3 separate regions of the Ovis aries genome follow, and regions 1 and 3 are each linked to region 2. The links are chromatin contacts, called in public Hi-C maps. All regions are on one chromosome and are shown on one strand. The core of a region is the stretch at or near the end of the contact, and the rest is flanking DNA. Distances in the headings are between cores, read along the strand shown. Region 1 holds the start of KLF6 (KLF transcription factor 6). Region 2 overlaps LOC105611101 (a long non-coding RNA gene). Region 3 overlaps LOC106991526 (a long non-coding RNA gene).

Region 1 (2,700 bases), core at 135-2,634, 600 kb after region 2:
CTTCAGTGGCAACAGATTCACCTGGAGAGCTTGATTAAAACACAATGGCCAGGACTCTGTAGGTTTGGGATCAGACCCTGGGTTTCTAAAATATACACAGCTGGTGTGGATGGGGGACCCTACTAAGATTGGTTATAGGCTCCCTCTATTTATAACCCCACCTGCCCCAACAAGATGCCCTCTTTTTAAAAATAAAAATGTGTTCGGGAGAATCAAGAGTGCACATAACCCCCTCAAGAGCCAGGAGATCCAACTTGGGTCTTCCAGGCTACTCTGCTCCTGCAGGTTAGGCAGGCAGCGGGGGTGAGGATGTGGCACCGCCGTGGTCCCCCAGGTAAGTGCCCTGTCCTTGTGAGGGAGGCTGAAGGGGGAAACTCAGATTCATATACAACACAGCCCTGCGACTAGGGCCCTCCTGTCCCTCAGCACACCTGCAGGGCTGGTCAGCCCCCCACTCCGGGGTCACAGGTGCCACCTGGGGACAGAGGGGGATGGAACGGGGAGGGAGGGGGACACAGCGCGGGTGGTGGGTGCAGATGGAAACGGGGCAGGTACAGAGGGATAATGGAGCGAAAAGGAGGGGGGAAAGAGGGTGACAGACGGGGATGGAGACGGGAATCTACAGCTGGGCAGGAGGGGGCACCGAGAGGGTGGAAGGACGGAGGGGGATAGAGAACGGCCGGCCAGCCCGAGGTCGGAGCGAGGGACAGAGGAGACCCAGCCGCGCTCCCCTCAGCTCGGCGGAGGGTCAGGGGACCAGGGCCCGGGCGACAGACCCGACGAACGTGGACCAGGGCTGAGGGGACAAGGACGGGGACACGACGACGGGGAAACCAAGGCCGGGCCCGGGCGATGAGCCCGACGGACGGGGACCAGGGCTTCGGGGACGAGGGCTTCGGGGACGAGGGCTTCGGGGACGAGGACGGGAAGACCGGGGCCAGGACCGAGACCGGGACGAGAAGGGCAGGGACACCGGGTCCCCTCGGCCCGACCGGCCGCGGCGCACGCAGCCTCTCGGCCGCGCACCTCCCAGCTCCGACTCCTCCGGCGCGAGACAGCCCGCGCCTTATATACCCTGCTAAAAATAGCCTGCGAAACCGCCTCCCAATCAGAACCGGCCGAAGTTCGAATTCTGCCAATGGCGAAGGCGGTGATGGAGAGGCTCGGTCACGCCAGGCGGGGCCGCGGTGAGCCGCCGCCCGCGATTGGCCGGAGCTGACATCATCGCCGCGCAGCCCCCGGGCCGGGAGCGGCGTGATTGGGCGGCGCGCGGGGCGGGCGCGGGCGAGTCACGTGGGGAGGCGGCGGCGGGGGGAGCTGGGCGGGGAGGAGGGGAGGCTGGCAGCGGAGCTTTGAATAGGGAAGTTTTGCAGGGGTTACGTTTGCAGTCAGTCCGGTGTTTGCAAATATTGTGCGGGCTCGCGAGCGCGTCTCCGGGCTCCGGCCAGGACCCGAACCCGTGGCGCCTAATCGCTGCCCACTTGAGTTTGCATGAACTTCCCCGGCGCTGCAGGCACGGCCGCCGCGCTCCCGACTGCAGACTGCACGCCTCCCTGTTTTTACAGCAGCGGGGACGGTCTCTTCCAACCCGACATGGATGTGCTCCCAATGTGCAGCATCTTCCAGGAACTCCAGATTGTGCACGAGACTGGTTACTTCTCGGCGCTGCCCTCCCTGGAGGAATATTGGCAACAGGTAAATAAGGATTTTCGTGAGCCAGGTGTCCCGGTGCGCCGAGCATGGAGTGCGTGCATGCACCCGCAGGACGGTGTGAGCTTGGAGGTGCAGTTCTTTTTCTTCTTTTTTTAATGGTTTGGGTAAATTTTTAAAAAAAAATTAAAATAATTATTGTTAAAACGTACTTTTGCCTCCGGCGCAGAAGGCACTTTAAAGGGGCCTTTCAGAGCGTGGAGCGGAGTTGTCATCTGAGTGGGGCGCAGCGGCGCCGGGCGCTCCCCGTGTTCTTGCTGTTTTCTGGGGCTGCTGAACCGTCTCCCGAGCGTAGACCCAGCTCCGCGGCCTGATCTCGGCCCCAGCCCTTGGCAGAAGTTTGGTGCTTGTTCCAGCTCCAGGCTCTCCACAGCTGGACCTGGTCATATGAACCCGCATGTACTGCCAAGGCTATTTTTTCTTCTTCTTCTTCTTCTTTTTTTTTTTTTTTTTTAGGGATTTTGTTTTCGTTTTGCTTTTTTGGTGTTTGTACATACAGGTTTTTCTTTCTTTCTTTTTTTTACTTAAGAATTTCACCAGCGAAACACCCACAAGCTCCTTTTCTCTACCAGGCCATTTTTAGTTTCTTTACCTTGGGAATCCTTAAGATTTGCCTCCATCTGCCTTGTTTTTCTTACCTGCTTCTTTTGTTGACCAGAAAAAAAAAAGGGGGGGGGACCAATGTTTGCACAACCAGTGACTTATCAGTCATATGACAATGAGCCTGTCCGAATTGCTTCTAGTCTCAGTTTGGGAAGAGGAGTCTGTTTGCGGCATTTTTTAGTGGAATTGGAATTTGGGGCATTGGACATTTGAAAAACTCAATTTTTCCCCCTTCTCCTGCATTAGGATTGCCTGAAAGGAGAGAGATTCTGACACTTGTCCCATTGTCTTTAAAAGATAGGAGGGTTTTGGGGTTGTCTCTGCCCTACTAGGCTGTTTGCTTTTTGTCACAAAGTGAATTAGCAGATCGCATATATTCTGTGGGTT
Region 2 (2,700 bases), core at 2-2,501:
CCCTAACTACCACTGTTGAGGCAGATATTTTAATTTGGTTATGGCCAAGGCAAGGCTGTGTTTATCACATTGCCCACATTTTTCCTTCAGACCAGCACATGTAACTGAATTCTATGGGTGCTATTGAAAGCATGTCTAAGAAAGGCATTGGGCCTCAGTGTCTTTTACTGACTGTAAATAAATTGGTTGTGAGACTGGAGATCTGAGGGCTTTATTATATCAAAGCTGGCTCTGGGAAAATGCTGAATTTCGTAAATAATAACAGCCAAAAGAAACTCAGATGTGCCAACTTCTGAAGCAAATTGGGACTTCGAATAACTTCCAAAGGAAGAAATGCTTTTACCAGCTGTAGAATTAAAATGCAGATGTTAGTCACACTTTGCGCTCTTCATTAAAATAAAACACTGACAAATGCAAAATCATTTGTAAAAGTATGTGTGTGTGTGAGTGCTGTGTCTATTCTGCATGTCCAGCTCTTTGTGACCGAATGGACTGTAGCCCACCAGGCTCCTCTGTCCATGGGGCTCTCCAGGCAAGAACAGTGAAGCGGGTAGCCATTCCCTTCTCCAGGGGATTTTCCCAACCTAGGGGTTGAACCCCCCCATCTCCTGCAGCTCCTGTATTGGCAGGTGGATTCTTTACAGTCTGAGCCACCACATACACACATATATATATACATACTGTGTACTCTTCATATAGAAAACTACATGTATATAAATATATACACAAACATAGACATGCATTTAAAAAGCATAGTACTAGGAAAAATAAGATATATACAAGTGTAGTAAAGTACATATGCAATATAAAAGTACACATGTAACATTAATATTATTAATACATATAGTGTTTTAACACATACAATGTAACATTGTTAATATTAATAGTGTACACTCACTATATAGACTAATATATTTTAAAATATATTCTATATTAATGTATAATCTTCCAATGCACATTGTACTATATACTAGTATGTTTTTAAAAAACCGAAAGAAGCTTAGGTTCTCTGTGTGTCCCTACATGTGACATCCATATTTTTCCTGGTTTCTCTATCTGTGGTCACGGTATTCTTTATCTGAGAACACATTTCTCAGTGCAGTCTGAAGGTCACCAGGCTGGGGATCTCTGAGGAGAGGAAGGACCACAGGATTTTGTGATTTTGTAAACAATCTCCTTGGAGATTCCTACTAAGAGCGGATGAAGGATCACCAGGTACTTACTGAAGGTGAACAGTAGGGGGCAGAGGTGTCCACAATTCTGTTTTGCCAGCTCTGCTGCTCTGAGGCCAGGAACTTTGACTTCAGACTGCTTACCACACAGAGTTTTTAGGTGAAGATTTCTTGTCTGTTCTCTTCCCAGCCTTGAAACAAATAACTTTTTATCTTGGTGAAGGTAATACAAGTTCTCCAAACAAAATTTGAAAAATATCTAAGGTACAAAAATAGAAACAAAACCAAAAATGACCACTGAAATTTCCATCGTCAAAGAATAAATATTCTGATAATATTGTATTAGTTGCCTGTATACTTGTGTGTGTGTATATGTGCACATATGCAAAATTATAGTATGTACATAATGAAGTGAAAGAAAGTGAAATGAAAGTGTTAGTTGCTCAGTTGTGTCCAACTCTTTGCAACCCCGTGGACTGTATACCACCAGGCTCCTCTGTCCATGGAATTCTCCAGGCAAGAATACTGGAGTGGGTTGCCATTTCCTTCTCCAGGGAATCTTCCTGACCCAGGGATCGAACCTGGGTCTCCTTCATTGCAAGCAGATTCTTTACCGTCTAAGTCACCAGGGAAGCTTATGTACATAATACATACAATAACATATCAAATTACATTTTATATATCCTATTTATATCATATTGTATATATCATATTCATTCACACACATACAGTTTTCAAAAATACAGATTGCTCTGAAATACTCAATTACATTTTGTTTCCTTTCTCATCTAATCTGTGTCTGGGTGGCCAACAGATAAAATTCCTTACAAAATATACCAGGCTAAGCACTCAACCAAAGGAGTTCAATACTGTAGTGGCCTCAGGTTACATGAAGGAAAAAGAAGATGTATTTCCCTTTTCTTTTTTTCAGCACGTCTGGGTCACAGAGACCCAGGCACCAGTTCATTACAAACTCACGTTCTATTATATTTGTTGCAAAAAGCCTCAAGTTGCTTGAGAATGTCAAAATCTTAACACACTCTATTGTCTGCGAGCTCTGGTGTGATGTTCACTACTCTTGTATGAATTTTGTGCCTTAGAAATGTCTGTCTTGGATATTCTACCCTCTTGAAGACATGTTTCCTTCAGGTTTTACTTGAAATATTTTTTATTTTTTTTTTGTTCCCTATTGGGTAACTAGGAAAGCTTGACTAATATAATTGTTTAGACTGCCAGGAGTCAACAGTCAGAAATTAGATCAGCTAAACTGACTCTTTCCCTTAATAAATATTTAGTGAAATCCTACTACCATCTGACTCGTGGACGAATGTTAAACAAGGTGGACTCTGCCAATGTTCTAGCCTCTGCCTGAAATGCCAGTCATGGCAACAAAGTGGTGTTTTTCTCCATAACTTTTATGTACGCTAAGAAAAACCTTATTCTGAGTGTTACTGACTTAGGGACACAAGCCTTTGAGAATTTGCAGGTCTACAGGGAGGCTGGGAGTGTAGTTAGTCCCAGGGTTACA
Region 3 (2,700 bases), core at 80-2,579, 540 kb after region 2:
AACAGACACACACTAGTACATACAGAACAGGTAAACAACAAGGACCTCCTGTATAGGGCAGAGAACTGGATTCGGTATCTCGTAACAGGCTGTAATGGAAAAGAATGGGGACAAGTAGCCGATGACTAGATAGACAGATGTATAACTGAATCAATCTGCAGTGCACCTGAAACATTGCAAATCAATTATACTTTAATTTATACTTTATTAGTTTATACTTAAAAAAAAAAAAGTCCTCGTAAAATTTAACCTAAGAAATGAGCTACGACTTTGGGTGATATTCAGAGGATTGTGTTGATCTAATGTTTTTCTCCCAACAAGGTTCTCGGATGTTAAAAAATAAATATACTCCAAACAGGCTTGGAGGAATGTGTTTGTAAAGGCAGCCTGATTGTAAAACAGATAAAAGAGCTAAAGACAGCCAGTCAAGGAGAAGGAGTGCTTTCCCAAGATGTCAGTGGCCTCTGAGTCAGTTCAAGTCCACCCACCTTGGCTAGAAATCCCCCAGCCCCGTGAATCTAGACTGTCCATCAATATGGAGGGGGTACCCCACACTTCCCACACAGATGTCCCCCAGATGTCCAGAGTAACAGCTGTAATGTCACCAGCAAACATGTCTGGTGGAAAATAAAAAGGAAAGTTGATGTTGATTCTACATTTCAGTTGATGGGAAAATTTCCATCGTCTTTACTCCTGATTCCGCCACAGGAATTCTTTCTTATGAGTAGCATCTGAAATCAGCAATGGTTAAGGATAAAAATCGGAGAAGGCAACAGCACCCCACTCCAGTACTCTTGCCTGGAAAATCCCATGGATGGAAGAGCCTGGTGGGCTGCAGTCCATGGGATCTCGAAGAGTTGGACACAACTGAGCGACTTCACTTTCACTTTTCAATTTCATGCATTGAAGAAGGAAATTGCAATCCACTCCAGTGTTCTTGCCTGGAGAATCCCAGGAACGGGGGAGCCTGGCGGGCTGCCATCTATGGGGTCTCACAGAGTCAGACACGACTGAAGCGACTTAGCAGTAGCAAGGATAAAAATGGACCTGACTTTTGACATTATTTCATAAAGAAATTTGCTTTTTCATTGTCCTCGTTGCTGACAAGACAGTGTTACAGGTCAGTTTTGCTTTGAAAAAACTCGCCACATATTACCTGAAGGAATCATGACTTACCTGGGGGATTGTTGTTTCTTGGACAATCCCTTTCATCTGTAAATGAGGAAATGAGTCAGCTTTACTAAGTGCTACCTCATCACTAGCACTCTGCCATTCATCAGGGATGGGAATGCATTTTGTTACTCACAGAAGCCTGGATCACCAAGCGTACAGGTCACTGTGGAAATCTGCTCTTCAAACAATGACAGGTTCTGTTGTCAGAGATCTTAACAGTCCCTCTGATTGGAACAGTGCCTGGCTGGTCACAAGACAGCATGACTCATTACCGCTCCGCAACTTTAGCTGTACACAAGGCTAAAAGAATAAACCACCTCCCTGATGTCACCTCTTTTCTATGTATCTTTAACATAGTTTAGATAGAGGTTGTTGAGTAAGACGCAAAGCTTTCAGATGAGAATGCATCTGAAATACTTAGGGAGAGAAAACACCAGACATGGCCCAGGAATTCTGGGTGTGTGGTCTTTGCTGATACACAGCCGTCCACAAGGTTTCAAGACCTATAAACTAGTCACCTGGTTGGTCAAAGTTTAACTCAATTGAAATATTTCAGGCTTAAGTAACCATTCAAGAATGTCGAGTTTCCAGTACAGACTGAGGTACTTTCTCATTTCCAGTCACTGGGTACCTACAAACTTCATATATAGAGACTTCCTAAATGTGCTTCAATGTCAAGGAATGTGCGAACAGTGGTTGTATGTGAATGGTGAGGATGATCAGTAACTTCTTGTCTTCTATTCTTTCCCATTTCTTTAAAGAGCAGGAATTTCTTTCATGGTGACAAAAATTAGACAGAAAAAAAAAAAAAAAAGCTTCACGTTTCCTCAGAGGTGGCTCCTTGAGACAAAAAACACAAAAGCTAAAACAAACAAAAGAAGTAAATTGACGACTACCTCATGTCTTTTATTACAATGTCAGCAAAACTGCAATGACCAAAAATGAGATCACTGTTTACCTCATTACACTAGCGGTCCCTGAAGAGCAAGAGTGAGAGGGGTCCTACATCCATTCGCTGTTGTAATGCTGGCAGCAACCTCTTCGAAGAAGCTGGATCACTCATTCTGGTAAAAGTCAGCCAAGAAGAATGTGTACAAGTCACTGGACAGCCAAGATGAAGGAAGTATTTTTAATTAAGCTGATGACACCACTACTTCCTCAGGGTGGCTTTATTTAGAAAATGAGAGAACAGCAGAGAAAGGGGTGTTGCATTAGGATGGGTTTGGTATCACGTGGAAAAGTTATGTTTCTTTCACACTTAGCCAAGCATTGTTTAACTTCCCTTTTTTCTTCTTTTTTCCAGCATTGCCTGTTTGTGTCTTAAGAAAATATAGAAGCTTTGTCAGATGCTCACAAGGAAGTCCAGAATTGTAATAAGATAGCACTGCCCACTATCAGAGGACATCCTGAGCCATCTCTGAGGTTCTTCCTCTGTATCTCGAGGGTGAGTGTCCCGAGCTCCTGATGTCTGTGACCACGTCTGTTCTCCCTGCCATGTGCCTCACAGCTTCCTGAGCTAATGGTTAT

Evidence for each region. Hi-C and Micro-C count contacts between places; a contact is called where the count stands out from the background.
Region 1: a Hi-C map of muscle shows a contact between it and region 2, with 4 times the contacts expected there. The contact joins the promoter of KLF6 here to the enhancer-like site in region 2. A contact is called at or near these places in 4 of 16 Hi-C or Micro-C datasets (muscle, skin fibroblasts and tail adipose tissue).
Region 3: a contact with region 2 is called in a Hi-C map of skin fibroblasts, with 4 times the contacts expected there. The contact joins two enhancer-like sites. A contact is called at or near these places in 4 of 16 Hi-C or Micro-C datasets (liver, omental adipose tissue, skin fibroblasts and 1 more).

Annotation. Positions count from the first base shown.
Region 1 is chr13:44,180,989-44,183,688 of ARS-UI_Ramb_v3.0, forward strand. KLF6 (KLF transcription factor 6) reads left to right here and starts at 1,385. Exons shown (of 4, transcript XM_012188639.4): 1 at 1,385-1,695. The coding sequence starts at 1,492.
Region 2 is chr13:43,585,025-43,587,724 of ARS-UI_Ramb_v3.0, forward strand. All of the region lies in intron 1 of LOC105611101 (a long non-coding RNA gene), which reads left to right. Among named protein-coding and RNA genes, the nearest start is that of AKR1E2, 99 kb to the left of the region's middle. Within about 2 kb of position 1,252, at least 12 of the 54 cell types and tissues checked have an H3K27ac peak or open chromatin away from gene starts, as enhancers often do. A contact at or near this core is called in muscle, where this site is marked.
Region 3 is chr13:44,129,647-44,132,346 of ARS-UI_Ramb_v3.0, forward strand. The region is part of intron 1 of LOC106991526 (a long non-coding RNA gene); the gene reads right to left. Among named protein-coding and RNA genes, the nearest start is that of KLF6, 51 kb to the right of the region's middle. Within about 2 kb of position 1,330, at least 27 of the 54 cell types and tissues checked have an H3K27ac peak or open chromatin away from gene starts, as enhancers often do.